Linked DNA regions of Drosophila melanogaster: region 1 is linked to region 2. The links are chromatin contacts, called in public Hi-C maps. All regions are on one chromosome and are shown on one strand. The core of a region is the stretch at or near the end of the contact, and the rest is flanking DNA. Distances in the headings are between cores, read along the strand shown.

What was found. A called contact is a pair of places that touch in the nucleus more often than the background predicts.
Region 1: a Hi-C map of the Kc167 cell line shows a contact between it and region 2, with 3 times the contacts expected there. The contact joins the promoter of Gyf here to the promoter of Ank in region 2. A contact is called at or near these places in 17 of 107 Hi-C or Micro-C datasets (the Clone 8 cell line, the Kc167 cell line, the PNm cell line and 7 more).

What each region holds. Positions count from the first base shown.
Region 1 is chr4:865,179-873,095 of dm6, forward strand. It overlaps Gyf (Gigyf), which reads right to left and starts at 1,847. Exons shown (of 10, transcript NM_001169357.4): 1 at 1,798-1,847; 2 at 753-1,116; 3 at 524-694; 4 at 170-464. The coding sequence starts at 1,088. It overlaps unc-13 (unc-13,), which reads right to left. Exons shown (of 28, transcript NM_001297788.1): 25 at 6,949-7,047; 26 at 6,734-6,896; 27 at 6,542-6,668; 28 at 5,752-6,476. The coding sequence ends at 6,315. It also overlaps asRNA:CR43425.
Region 2 is chr4:124,341-131,221 of dm6, forward strand. Ank (Ankyrin) reads right to left here and starts at 5,509. Exons shown (of 12, transcript NM_001169348.2): 1 at 5,458-5,509; 2 at 4,982-5,102. The coding sequence starts at 5,086.

The DNA of each region.
Region 1 (7,917 bases), core at 597-3,096, 740 kb after region 2:
TTACAACAGATTGTAGCATGAATGGTATCGAATGAATAGCCAACTATATAGGCTGGGGAAAGTTTTGGAAAGTCAAATTTACATGATAGAGATAGCAGTACATGTATTATTGTGCTCATATGTGTAGGAGTAAAAATGAAAAATAATAATATAAAGGTAATTGACTGACCCCACCGATGGCTATTGGTACCAAAACCTGCGTTTGTACTTCCACCGACGACACCGCTCCGCCAACCAGCAATATCGGGTCCGCTCATGGAACCGCTGGAGGATGGACCATCACCGGATCCATCTTCGTTACGTGTTCGTCGCCAGTTTTCCAAGTTGCGATGATTATTAGAATAATCTTTTCGAGGACTTGAGCTTGGAGTTCCATTCCAATCTAGAGCACCAGAGCCACTAGTGGAGGTGGTGGTTGCCGCAGAATCTCCAGTTCCGTTGCGGTCGCTCCATGTGCGTTCGGCCTGGCAGAAAAAATCAACAACTAATCGTACTTCCTTATTTAGTTCGTATTTGCAATTACCTTTGATATAACCGATAAGCTTTCATCATATAGACCGCTTGGGCGTTGGTATATCGGATGATAGGCCGATTTTCCGCGCATCCGTCCCCGGTCAACGGTTCCACCACGTCCAGAGCCTCGGGAGGCACTACCAAATCCACTGGGCGAGCGCTGCAACCAGGCAGGACGAGACTAGTTTCAAAGAAAAGTAAATTATGTTCTAAAACTCATGTCAAATTACTTCACATACGTTATTGCCAAGTGAGTTTTGGTTGATGTCCTCCTCGGAGCTCGGTGTCAGTGCAAGAGGGCACTGAACCTTTTCCACGAAGAGCTTTTTGAACGATGGCAGGATCTGCGGCAGTAGGCAGTTCCGATCGAACAAGGACAGCATTTCCTCGCGTCCGTACCGGTATTCTGGAAATAGATTACGGGAAGCGGATGCCGCCGTGTTGTTTCCCAGGTTGTGCCCTCCAATCGAATTGTTTTGAGCTGCATTACCAACGTTGTAGGTACTGGGAGAGCCCGAAGGCTCGGCTGACATATTGCGCAACCATTCCGGGCCAAATTTCATTGAATCTGTCATTTTTATTTGCCTCTTGTTTAATGTTATGCTGACAATAAGTTCAAAAAAGTTTTTGGTTGATTTATTTGTAAGAAAGGCAATGAAATCAAATTTTCAGTGTTTTTGTTAAACTCCTAATGGCTTTATGATTCTGTGCACAATTGTTTATTTTTCAAACAGTTCAAGTTCTATAAATAAAGCAAACAGCTTCAAGTCTTTTTCAAAGCAAACAGTACAACAAAGGATTTATTTTAAAGCTTAGTTAAGAACTAGTGATAAAAAAAAACTTACCAGAGCTTTACAGAATGGATAGTAAAAGTAAAATAATATAATATAAAAGCAACACAGAAACCTAACCTAAAATATCAAACTGATTGTCACACACGAACGCGAAATACACATGCACCCTCATCACACATTAAAATTAACATGTTTATAGAATTGAAATGTCTGATTCGAGCTTTCATGTTTGAAATATAGAACTAATAGAACTAATATAGATCTAAAAGGTAAAAAAAATTCGTAAGTATCTGGACGCATACAGACACACAGTGATGTATGTACAAATTTTTGATTTGTGTGACTTTATCACACTGGGCGGGTGTGTTTTATTTTAAAGATTGTTTAGTTAATTCTTCTGGTAATCTTAATAAAATCAAGCCACTATAACTGCACATCCTAAAAAAATTTTTTAAATTGAATTTCGTAAAAATATTCAACTTACACGTACCACCGAGATATCTTAAAATACCAACGCCAACATAAGATAGAGCAAGGCCAGCGTGGCCGTCTTGCGATATGTCAAGCTTCCAATTTAATTTAGCACAGGGGTATTCTTGCCACTTTTGCTTCTTATACACTAGCTCCACTACTACTAGTTGACAGATACATCACCCTTGTCTTCACATTGCAACATCAAGCACCGGGATTTAGAGAATGCATAAGTGTCAATCTTTAAATCAACCAATCCGTCTGTCTGTAAGAACGTCTCGCTTTCAGGAACTATAAGAACTAGAACTTAAAGCATGCTGATTCTATAGATATAGACGCAGACGATGTTTCCACGACCACTAACTATGTGTTGATTTTTTTCTTTAAGTTGAGTAACGGGAATTCTTGCTTTAATATTATTATTTAATTATTATCACTGCCAAAGCTAGATTCCTACCTTGTTGTTAGCTTTGTATTGAAACTTAGTCTTTCGGAATTGTTAATAATTTTATATTTAACAAGCAGTCGATTTTCATTTCAAGTTCAAGTTTTTCAGTATTATAACATAACAGTAGAAATAGTAAAGTGTAAGTAAACGATGTATTAGTTTATTTTGAATAAATATATAAATACAAATGTATATATTTAAATATATATATATATATATATATATAGTAGTGGATATATATATTTATATATATATATATAAATTTTAATATGGTTACATTATTTTCATAACCGTTTTCATAACCACGTTTGTCTGGTTTGATCCAAAATGAATACCTGGTTTGTGATTATTTTGGTCTTTTTACATAAGTCATGAAGTGAGGGGTATGTGTCAAAAATTTGCTGCGATGTATACGCACCCCTTTTGTCTTTTGTATAACTGTCTGTTCGTACGTATGAACGCCCAGATATTGGAAACGAAAATCGCCAATGGTGCATGTGATTTGTCTGAAAACGATATGACGCCCATAACGCTGATGCCCATGTTCTGAAGGATTTTCGGATACCTTAATCGTATAACAGCGAAGCTCGAGCGATCTTAATCTTTACCACGTTTCGAGGCAGTGAGTACATCTGAAATTTTGGCACTGTTCCCAGATCGGGCGCTTAACGCATCGCTTATAATGCTTTTAATTTAGCGTAAGGGTCATTTCAAAATGTAAACCAAAAACGCAGACTTCGTAACGAGACCTAAAGTCAGTTGCACCCGTTCTGAGCGTTCCTGCGTGTGGGGGAAAAAATATCATTGCAACAGCAGGATCTCAGCCTGCTCCAAGTTAGGAGTATGAGAAGGAATGGCGAGCAGTAGGCGAGGCTTCTCGTTATCTCGGCAAGGATGAAAACGGCTTCTAAGGCAGTTAAACTTTATACATATAATCTCCTACAGTACGTCGTTAACCAACGTGGAAAGGCCTTCAACACAGTTACAACGACAGGGTGAGTGCATAATATGTAAGCCTGATGTTGGTTCCCATTAAGTGCAAGATAAAGACAAATAAATATATATTAAATTTGAACCTCATAAGTAACAATGGGACGGTTATCCAGATTAGAGTTGATTGAATCCCCATATAATTCTATGGTTTAAGCTAAATTTCTGAACTATTAATTTTGTTAAGAAAATAGTGAAGTTCGGCACGCTGAAGTCGCCATGATACAAAAAAGATAAATATATTAAGAATGGAAGTAGTTATTTAATTTAGCTTTATTGTGCTATAATATTAGATCATGGACTAGAATTATAAGATTACTAGTATGCCTCCAGAAATCGAATGATATGCATATGGTGTAGGTGTTAAAAATATTTAAATAAACATGAATTTTGAATTTTTAAACATTTTTAAACATTTGAACAATAACATGGTGTCCTTGATATTATGGAGTAGTAACGGATTACTGTCTCCTTCACAGTACAGAAAGGAAATCTAATCATGTGTGGGAGCTCCCAAATATATACAGTCGCACCGAAGCGCTCATAGGGTGGTGGGCTAAGACGCGATTTCTACGAAAAATAGCCTCGTAGATATATCAATTTGAGGTCTCTATTCAAACGACACGCCCCACGTAAAATAAATAGTAGGCAAGAATTTTCTATATATATCGTGTAGGTGCCCATAGCTCACGGAAACGAACATTTTCAATGAACGCCGCTACAGGCTGTTTTGCTAGATGATTTTTGAAGGATATTCATCACGTAGGTCGTCCGAAAGAAACGAGGATAATGAGGGAATACCTTCGAGAAGTATGTTCAGTTCTTACTCAGGATAAGCAGGGAAATGAATGGCACATACATTCTGTGATATTTAGTGTATTGAATTTAAATTAAACTCTACGGAATGTTAGATTTTGCTGTTACCGTTAAGTTTTATGACATGAAATTTTGGTCTCGATACTGAGCAGTTTCCTGCTCGGAGGCCTGCACAATTTAATATGAATAACATTTTAACCAAAAAATAAATTTTTTTTTCTTATGTGGTTTTGCGAAATAGAATTTGTTAGTTAAGTTTTGTCTTAGGTCGGATCATTTGGAAATAATTGCTCTACTTAAAAAGTGTTGTAAAATACTCCGTTGTAAGTGCTGCCAAATACGTGAAATAAAGATCAACGTTACGGACGAAATTCTCATTAAATAAAGTATAAATATTAAAATATATGTAAGTATTTATTTCAAAGTATCTATTGACAAAAAAAATGAATAGTGAAAAGATAAAGTTACGAGGGTAAAGCTGTTAGATATTAAAAAGGTTTTATAAAAAATATGTGTAATGTAGAGTTGACGTAGACTTTAAGTGTCCAATTTTTTTGTGTTGTGAAGTTTAAGTTTGTTTATAATTCTAGAATTATATTGAAATTATATTGAAAATGGTTAAATTATTAAGGCACTTTAAACTCATTTTTAATTTTTTTTTTTTCGTGTAAGGAAGGAAGTTCGGGGAACTTAGCTAGCTTTCTGCTACATTCTAGCTTACAAATTCTAGCAACTGATTTTGACATTCATATGGAATACATATATAAATGTGTGTTTATATTATTTTGCAAACAGAAGCTATTTATTATTTTATTTTTAAAGACTGCACTTTAAAATGAAATAAATGTTTAGTAAAAAACCAGAGAGAATGCTATGCTATAATCGAGTACCCCGAGTACCCGTTACTCAGCAAGTGTGAATGCGAACGCAAAATTTCATCATTTTTCGGTATATCAATAGATTTTGGGAAATAAAATGAAAAAAAATTTTAAAAATTTTCCAAATTGTGGGAGTGACTGGTTCGGCGGCTTCAAGGCGTTAGACTAGAAAAAACCTCGACGTTCATACGGACATATGGACATGGCTACATTGACTCGGCTATTGATCCTGATCAAGAATATATATACTTTATATAATCGGAAATGCTTCCTTCCGCCTGTTACATACTTTTCAACGAATTTACTCTACGAGGAACGTGTATAAATACATACATTTTTGTTATTATTCTTGTTTAAGCATTTAATTACTCTAAAGTTATAAGTCCAAATATATACACACTCGGCATGCTCGACAGAATTAAAATTCACAACAAGAAGGAGATATATGTGTTGTATTGTTATTGTGCTCGTTTTTAGAACTTTTATTAATTATTGAGGGCCCAACTCATTGGGTTAGCATTTGACAAGGATAAAGCCAAGACCTCTTCAAGTATTACAATGTGCCATACGATTTATGAGACTTTTCGTCCTTTTGGATAAGCTACCGGCTCAACAAAACCTAAGCTGGTGTCTGCATCTATTACTTTACGCCCCCAGAGCTAGTTTAGAATTATTTAGCCCCTACTGAGACACACTTAAATATAAATATAAATATAAATAAATAAATATAAATTAAAGTTATATTAAAGATATTACTTCCATACTATGAAGACCTGCACATCCACATTTAGAGGTTTGCTTAAGGATCATCTTAACATGTTAATTATTATTTCCACGATTTACGTAATATACTTTATTTTATTGCAATAGAAAAAAATAAAGATTCACATGGACTTATGTGAAGAATCTTTAACAAATTTGTTCAAGAATTACCAATTAATTATTATACAGGTACTTATTTACATAAATAGGAATGTGCGTGTTGTGAGTTTAGAATGTACAGATGATAATGAATTTAAAAATAACTAATTCAGTGACTGCCCTGCATTATGTACAAATGTACAAGTGCCAAAAGACAGAAATATTACAATTTTTTTTTGCAAGTGTGTGGGTGCGCATTTTAAAGTTGCTTAAAACATAAATATTTAACCTAATAAACGTATTATTTCTGTATACCTGACCAGACATATACATATTTTTTTATCATACTTTAAGTTTAGATATATATTTATATTCATATATTATGCATGATTTCTTCAACTAGCATTGTTGCCTAGGATTTCTTGTAATAAAAACCTGTCCAAAGAATAAATTCAAATAAAGTTGTTTTGTCCAATTAAACAATGTTATGTTGTATTTAATATTGTTGAAGTTTTGAGGATTTGGTAGTACGATGTGCCCGGTTTATGTACCCATGGTTGGCTCCTGCCGTATTTCCGATTTAAGCTTGACAAATTCCTTGGCCACTTCATCATTATTTCGCTGTGACAAAATTCTTAAAATGGTCCAGCCCGTTTCGTCCATTTCAATTCGTCTCATTAAGGGTAACCAGCATGCGACCGATCCCTATTATTCATAATACACATAAATGTACTTTATTACTCTCGTAATATGTTATTAGTACTGCATACCTTTTCCGATATATCTTTTAATGGAATTACAGCCACGCCCACAAGTCGGTCATCACGAGCAAAACAATAGTCCTTAACGCAAATGTGCAATTCAAAGAAGTCCAGCTGCTCCTCATTTCCAATGGTGCTGGTATAAGTAAAACATTTTATGAAAATTTATTTAACTTTTTACCTTTTGATAAAGGGTCTTACAAGCTGAAAGATTCGTTGTATTTAGGCGACCAGTTGTTAGACTTCGACTTTGTAGCGAACTTCCTTTTTTTTTCTTGCAGGTGCGGTCCTATTAAATTAATGTCAACAAATGGTCTGAACATACCCGATGGTATTTGCCATTTAAGGTCATTAGCAGCAACAACTAAAGGAAAAAATGTAATGGCATATATATAATGGCAATATTTTGAACTCACCTTTCACGTTTACTTTATGTTCACCGGTGCCGGGATGGGAAAATAAGTCTATTTGCACGGATATTTCCCCAACACTTTCCTCTGAGTTTTCTAGATCGACTACATATAAGTAATGAAAATAAGTTAACAAAATAGAATTAACAAGATATGTGAGTTCCTAGACAATCAGATACCCGATACTCGGCTAGTGCGTATGCGAGGGTGAAATTAAAAATTTATTTTTCAATATCGATATACATTTTCAAATAAATATAATAATCTAATAAAAACATTAAAGCGTGACAGCATTTTTAAGGTAAAAAATTAAAGCATTTTTTAAAATATGGAAAAATAAATCCCTAGGGTGGGTACGAGCGGAGCAAGCATGATTTTTGGGTCCCTCAGAACAATGGCTGCATATTGCAAAACCAATGTTTCTAAAGTTAAGAAAACACTCAAGTTGTATGAAAACAAGCGAAAATTATAAACCGGATTATCCTGCGATTCATCACTACGACAATGTTAAGCATTTAAACACCATCGCATACGCTCATACGCACAAAAACTTAATCGCACGACAATCCGCAAAAAGGGGGCGTGTCTCTCAGAAAAAGAATCGTCTGCAAATTCCTTTCCCTTTGACTAGGTTTCTTTTTGGATCGGCTGTGCAGAGAAGAAATCGCCGATGCAGCGATGTATTGTGAAACGCTTTAGAGTACTCTTAAACACAAAAACGCTTCCGATTTCTCTATCCGCAATATAGAACCAGCTCAAAAGCCAGCAAGAAACAAGTTTGCAAAAAATAGTAATGTCTTTGGTGTGACAGCTGGTGGCGGATTATGGCCCAAAGGGTGGACGTGGTCAAAATAATTTTGGTTTACCGATAAAAAATGGCAAAATACATTCTCAAATAAGAAATAAAATAAAAATCCTCAACTTTCTTAACCCTAACGTAGAAGTTGACGCCGCATTCTCGAAATTGACAACGTA
Region 2 (6,881 bases), core at 4,259-6,758:
AAAAACCCTTGAATGTTGTACCAAATGTTGAACGGTATCCAATGCCATTAAATAAGAATGGAATCCCGAAAACCGTGCTACCATACGTAAAACCATGGATATAGACGATGGACGCATAGTTCGTTACAGCAAAGTCAATCCTTTTGCATCCCTTAGGCACATAAAGTCTGAGCTGAACTTGGGAATCAGTGACGTTACAATTCGAAGACAACTATTGCATCAAAATTAAAGTGCGAGGAGTCCAAGAAAAGATTCCACTACTTAGCCCAAGGCATATTAAGGCACAGTTAAGCTTCGCTAAAACCTACCTAAACTGGCCAGTCTCCAAATGGAGAAATATCCTTTGGACTGATTGGTCAAAAATAGTGCTATTTGGAGTACCACCCAAAACACCCACTCAAGACTTTCAATCATAGTGGACCTAAAGTCCTGGTATGGGCCTTTTTTTACAATGGTATGAGTCCAAAACATATGACTTATGGTATTATAGACCAAAACGCATATGAAAATATACTTAGTGATGTCTTTCTGTCATATGCTCAATGGAACATGCCCTTAAAATGGACAACAGAATAATGATCCGAAACACACAAGCAAATCGTCTAAGAATTGGTTTCCCCAAAATATAATAGAGGTAATGCCGTGGTGACCAGCACCATCGTCGATTTAAACCCGATTGAAACCATGTGGGGGAGCATAAAACAGTATGTGTCGAAGAACTCCAGGACATCTAAGGCTCAGCTTTGGCAAGTTGTGCAGGATGCATGGTTGAAAATTCCCCCCAAACGTTGCCAGGACCTGGTGAACTCACGCAGGTGTAAGGCTGTGCTGGCTAAAAAGGCTATACAACAAAGTATTAGGCCCTAATTAACACATTAAAATGAAAAACTAAGTTAGTTCTAAATCAAGTTGAATTTAATAACAAGATCCGTAACGCCATACGATTTTCTTGCACACGGTTTTTTTCGGGCTGGTGGCTCTAGAGCTGGCTCCAGGCTCCAGGACAAGACAGATACAAGAAGCGGTTGATTGTATGTGCATGAACAAGGTGTCGTCCATCGTGATATTAAGGTAAGACAATTTTATCTGATTCATATCTTGTATGATCATTTGGCAGTTAGGAAAGGATTTTAGATAGAATAGAATAGATTTACAGTTGCGGTAACAATAATAGCACCATAAGCACATTTCGTGTTTGTCCCAGCGTTTCTCTATTTTCTGACACTTTTTCATCATTTTACTCACTAAACTTAAATACTAAAATGATTTTCAATCGAAATAAAAAAATTAGTAACAGATTTAATGGATATTTTAAAAATAATTGGTTAAACAAAAAAAACCTTCAAATTCAGGCGGTAACAATAATAGCACTGCTTCTCGTAGTTTGCTAAAACTAACCAAAAAAATAAAAAAAATAATTCAACAAATGGATTATATCTTAAGAACTATGTTTAAAGAATCTTAATATTTGGTTGCGTGACCTTTGTTGGCAATGACAGCCGCGCATCGTCCTCGCATGGAGTCCACCAAGTCCTGGCGCCGTTATTGAGGAATTTTGCTCCATGGATCCTTGACCAGACCCCAAAGATCATCGTTATTATTGGGTTTGGCTTCAGAAACCTTTTTTTCACGTCCGCCCAAAGGTTTTCGATTGGATTCAAGTCGGGTGACTGAGCAGGCCAGTTCGTTCCTCGGGTCGATTTCTGCTCTAACCACTTTCAAGCTTTCTTGCTCGTGTGTTTTGAGTCGTTATCCTGTTGAAATGTCCAAACCAACGGCATTTCATCCCTGGCATATGGCAGCATCACATTTTCCAGGATATCTGTGTAAATGTGCTGATCCATGATGCTTTGAATCTAATGGATCGGACCTACTCCATAGTATGAAAAGCACGCCCATACCATTATGTTCGATCCCCCGTACTTTACCGCCTTAAAGGTGAAGCGAGGATTATATTCAGTTCGTGGTGGACGCCGAACATAAGACCAGAAGCCTTTCCCACCAAACAAGACAATTTTGGTCTCATCTGACCACAAAATGTTGTGCCACTTCTCCACAGGCCAGTCCTTGGAAATCTTGGCATATTCGATTCGCTTTGCCATATGCTTAACAGTCAAAAGCGGGACTTTTCTTGGGCTGCACGCATTAAGGTTGTTTTGTCCTAAGCGTTTGCCAACAGTTTCCACGCTTTCAGCTATCTGAAGCTCGTTCTTCAGTTCCGTCACCGGCTTAAAAGGCTCCTTCTTGCCTTGCCGACATTTAATAATTTTTTTTAGGAAATCAACTTTCGACCTGCAGTAGTGCTATTATTTTAACCGCAGCTGTATGTATAGGAAACGGATATTTGAAATCTATATAGGTTAACGAAATGAAATACATATTAGCCTCGACTGCTTTTTACACCCGTTACTCGTAGAAAAAGAGATGATTCGTTCAAAAGTATAAAACAAACAGAATGGAGTGTTTCCAACTATATGAAGTATATATATTTTTTATCAGAATCAAAAGCCCTGTCTGTCTTTCCGTCCGTATGAACGTCGAGATCTCAGGTACTATTAAAGATAGTAGGTTGAGATTAAGCATTTCTATCGATTTTCCAAACAACTTTTTGCCACGCCAATTCTAACGCCCAAAAACCTCAAAAAAAATGTTTTTTGATTTTTGTATTGGTTGTGTAAATTTCTATCGATATGCCAAAAAACATTCAGCCTCTCTAACGACCACAAACCGACTAAAACTGCCACGCCCACACTTCTGAAAAATGTTTAGATATGTTTTCATATTTTTATTAGTCTTGTAAATTTGTATTCATTTGGCGAAACAATTTTTGCTTTATTTTTGCTATAACGATCACAAACCTCTCAAACCTGTCACGAAAACCCTTTTGAAAAATATTTTGATCTTTTTCATAATCTAAATAGTCTTGAAAATTTTTAGCCATTAACTAAAAAAACATTTTGCCACGCAGAAAAAATATGAAATTTCGCGTTCTCACTTCCACTAGCTGAGTAACAGGTATATCTGTTGTTATTTTCAAATGCTTTTCATACTTTTCAATACTTTTCATACTTCAATTCATACTTTTCAATGCAATACCTGCATTCGATTTTTATATGGGGATGAAATTTGGTAATGTCAATAAAGTACACTAATATGGAAATTAATATATCTTTTTTCCTTTAAAAATTTCGGATATCAAAGATAAATTCAGTCGGAAGTTCGAGAACGTATCGAGGAAAAACATAAGTATTACAGCGTCTTTCTTTTTTCACAGAACATCGAAGAAATTTCCTTTTCCAACAGTAAAGCTTGGTAAAAGAATTAAATGGAAGGCTTCCATGTTCATATCTGCATCTTCATAATATTAATAGTATATTAATAGTTATATGTTTAACATTTCTATATTATTTATTCCCATCACTGTTATATATGATATTGTGTAGATGTAGGCTTGTAGTTAAATAAAATATAAAAGAAAATATTTATTAAACTTTTGTTATTAATATTCTTTGTGTACTCTTTAAAAGCACTCAATAGCAGTCTTCCTGAGTATGAGAGTATCATCCCCGGCAAAAGAAATACTTATGAAACATTGTGTTCCGGAATAATTCGACTTCCGACTGGAAACACTTAGCGAGGTAATAACAAGAGAAAGTGCTATAGTCGAGTTTCCCGACTATCAGATACCCGTTACTCAACTACTGAAAATTTCATAATTTTCATAATTTTCCGGGATATCGATGTACAGTTTGTCAAGAAATTGTTTGGACAATGAAAATAAGTTATATTTTCTGTCACTGAACGAGAAAAACAACTGAATCCAAGTTTGCGTAGATTTGACACTGTCAAGAAATTCTTTGCACAAAGTACTTAAGCTATCTTAGACTTATTAGACTGAGACTTAAATTTTACTTTTACGTCCTGTTCCACAGTTTGATTCCAATCTGACGTTATAATTAATTACGCGATTAATTACGTTATAAATTGTTCTCCGCGATGCAGAAAACATTTCTGACAATTCCGTGACAGATTTTTCCAAATGTTGATTATAATAAATCAGATGAACTACTTCAAAACTCAATTCATTGACAGGCATTTCCGGTTTGGCGGCTTTAGGGCGTTAGAGTGGGCGTGGCAAAAAGTTTTTTGGCAAATCGATAGAAATTTTCAAAACCAATAAATATATGAAAATATATCAAAATATTTTATAAAAGTGTGGGGTTGACAGTTTTTGCCCGGTTTGTGGGCGTTAGAGGGCGTGGCAATTTTGGAAACAAACTTGCGATGCGGCTGTGGAATCTGCATGCTTAGCCTCAACAGTCCAGATTTTATAGTTCCTGAGATTGATACGTTCATACGGACAAACGGATGGACAGGAAAAGATCGACTCTGGCTATTTATTCTGATCAAGAATATATATTCTTTATATGTATGGCCGGAAACGCTTATTTGTACCTCTTACATACTTTTCAATGAATCTAGTATGCAAACTAAGAAAATACAGTTTTAAAACTGATCGATGTCCCAAATAAGAAATCTAAAATTCAATAGAAAATGCACGAAATAGAGGTGTATGTACTTATGTATGTACGTTCCAAGAATCAAATATGCTTGCTTGGAATGCTAGTTCCCGAGATTACAGCTCATTATACGGACATGTCCAGATCGACTCGGCTTATTATCTAAATCATAAATATTTGTATACATATGTATTATAAAATGGTACGATTAATGGGTATAATTATTTTTCGTTTACTCAGTATGTGAATATGCATAGGAGTATACTATACAAATGTAAAAATTAATACATTCATATACATATACATACATGGCATCTGCCAATTATTTTGGCAATGAGTATTAATTTACTGGAAACGCCCATATACGAATGTATGTACATACATATACGTACATCACTAAATTTAACCCCATAAATGTATTTTTGACAACATAGAATAGTAGTAACCCGCATAAATATTACCTGTTTTATGATTCCATTCTTGTTGTCTAAAGCCATTCCATTGATAGCACAGGTTTCACTTCTTGTTTGTATTTTGTTCTCAACTCGTACATCACCAAGCGTCATAATTTAATATAATGGCCTAAATATTAAAAAAAAAGTTTTCATACAAATAAAAAGATTTTTTAGGTATGTAAAATTCACGCAATTAGTATATGATATATAAATGCATATTTATATTCCTTTAAGCCTACAATAAATTTCGTTTCATATTTTTACTGTATTTATAGCTTATCACTATTTTAAAAGCACAATAAAAAGGACAGGAATCAAGAAAAGTTTATCTTAGTTAACAGAAATAAATATTACTAAGATGTTGACCAATTATTAAGAATTGATATATATAGACAGTGTTATATGTATTTACATAGAATGTTCAGACGGCTTATTACCAAAAATAGTTCGATAGGTATAAACTTTTTATATCGTTTTCCTACCATATCAAAATTCCATTTACGCAACCAGTGCTGCTGTTGCATTATTATAAAGGATTTTATTATACGCGCATGCTCCGGTAATCGAATTCTAAGAATTTTAGGATTTCGATTTGAAATCGCAAGGTCGGTGGTCCGGTTTTCGAATTTATAAAATTTTTTCGATTTGTAAAATGTGCACTTTGGCCGAAGTGCCTTTTTTATATCAAAGCAGATCTTATTTACTTAGGATAAAATAGTTTACTCATTGGACTATTGATGTTTATGCCACATCATCACAAGATCACTCTGCCCCTTAGTTATTTAAAAAAAATTGATTTCTGACCCCAACTCAGATTTTACAAGCAAAATTTTCGATTTGGCAAAGGGTTGATAATAAGGTCGCAAAAAGCTATCAGGAAGTTTGCCATACAGTTAGTAAAACGAAATAGGAGAGTAAAAAAAACTTATAAATTATAGAAGAATTCAATCATTAATTTAAGGGGGGCGATAGGGTTCTTTGTAAATTATGCGTTTTAATTTTATCACATAAATGGTTAAAGTGCAGTAAAGAAAATAATTGCGAAAATGGGAAATAAAACTGTGAAGAGGCGGACGCTTCCAGAAAATATGTGAAAAGAGCTTAGCCAGCTGTTCACTGTTTAATTAAGATTCCGATAGCAAACATTTCAATCATAAGATTTTGGCCAAATCGAAGTCCAAAAAATTATTACAAATACCTGAGCCTGCCTTAGAAATTCTCGGAAATGTTATTGTTATATTAAAAAACATTCTAAGGGAAATAAGTTAAAAGCAAGAGACAACGCTATAGTCGACTCTCCCGACTATCAGATACCCGTTGCTCAGCTAGTTCAAGTGATACTGACAATTTTCAAAATGATTTTTTATCGGAAGAAATTGGGGTAAAAAATTAATTTTAATGCTCTAAGGTGTTAACGGGATATATTTGGGCATCTTTTTGGTGTCAGAGTGGGCGTGGGTTGACATATTGTTTTTTAAATATCGATAGAAACTGCAAAAAAATTAAATCATTTCTCAAAATTGTGGGTATGGTAGTTTTGGACGGTATTAGGTCGTAAACTCTAAGCCGTTGCAAAAAATTGTTTGCAAAGCGATAGAAATTTACAAGACTAACAAAACTGTAAAACATTCGCAAACATTTTTAAAAAATTTGGGCGGGGCAGTTTTGGGCGGTTTTACGGCTCTAGAGTGTACGTAAAAAAAATTTTTTTCGTCATGTTAATAGAAATTTACAAGACAAAATATTAATATGAAAAAATATCCTAACATTTTGCAAAAGTGTGGGCGTGGCAAAAAGTTATAAGGCAAATCGATAGAAATTTAGAAGACAGAGAATAATTCGAAAACATTTTTCAAATGTATAGGCGTGGCAGTTTAGGGCGCTTTGTGGGCGTGGCAGTTTAGGG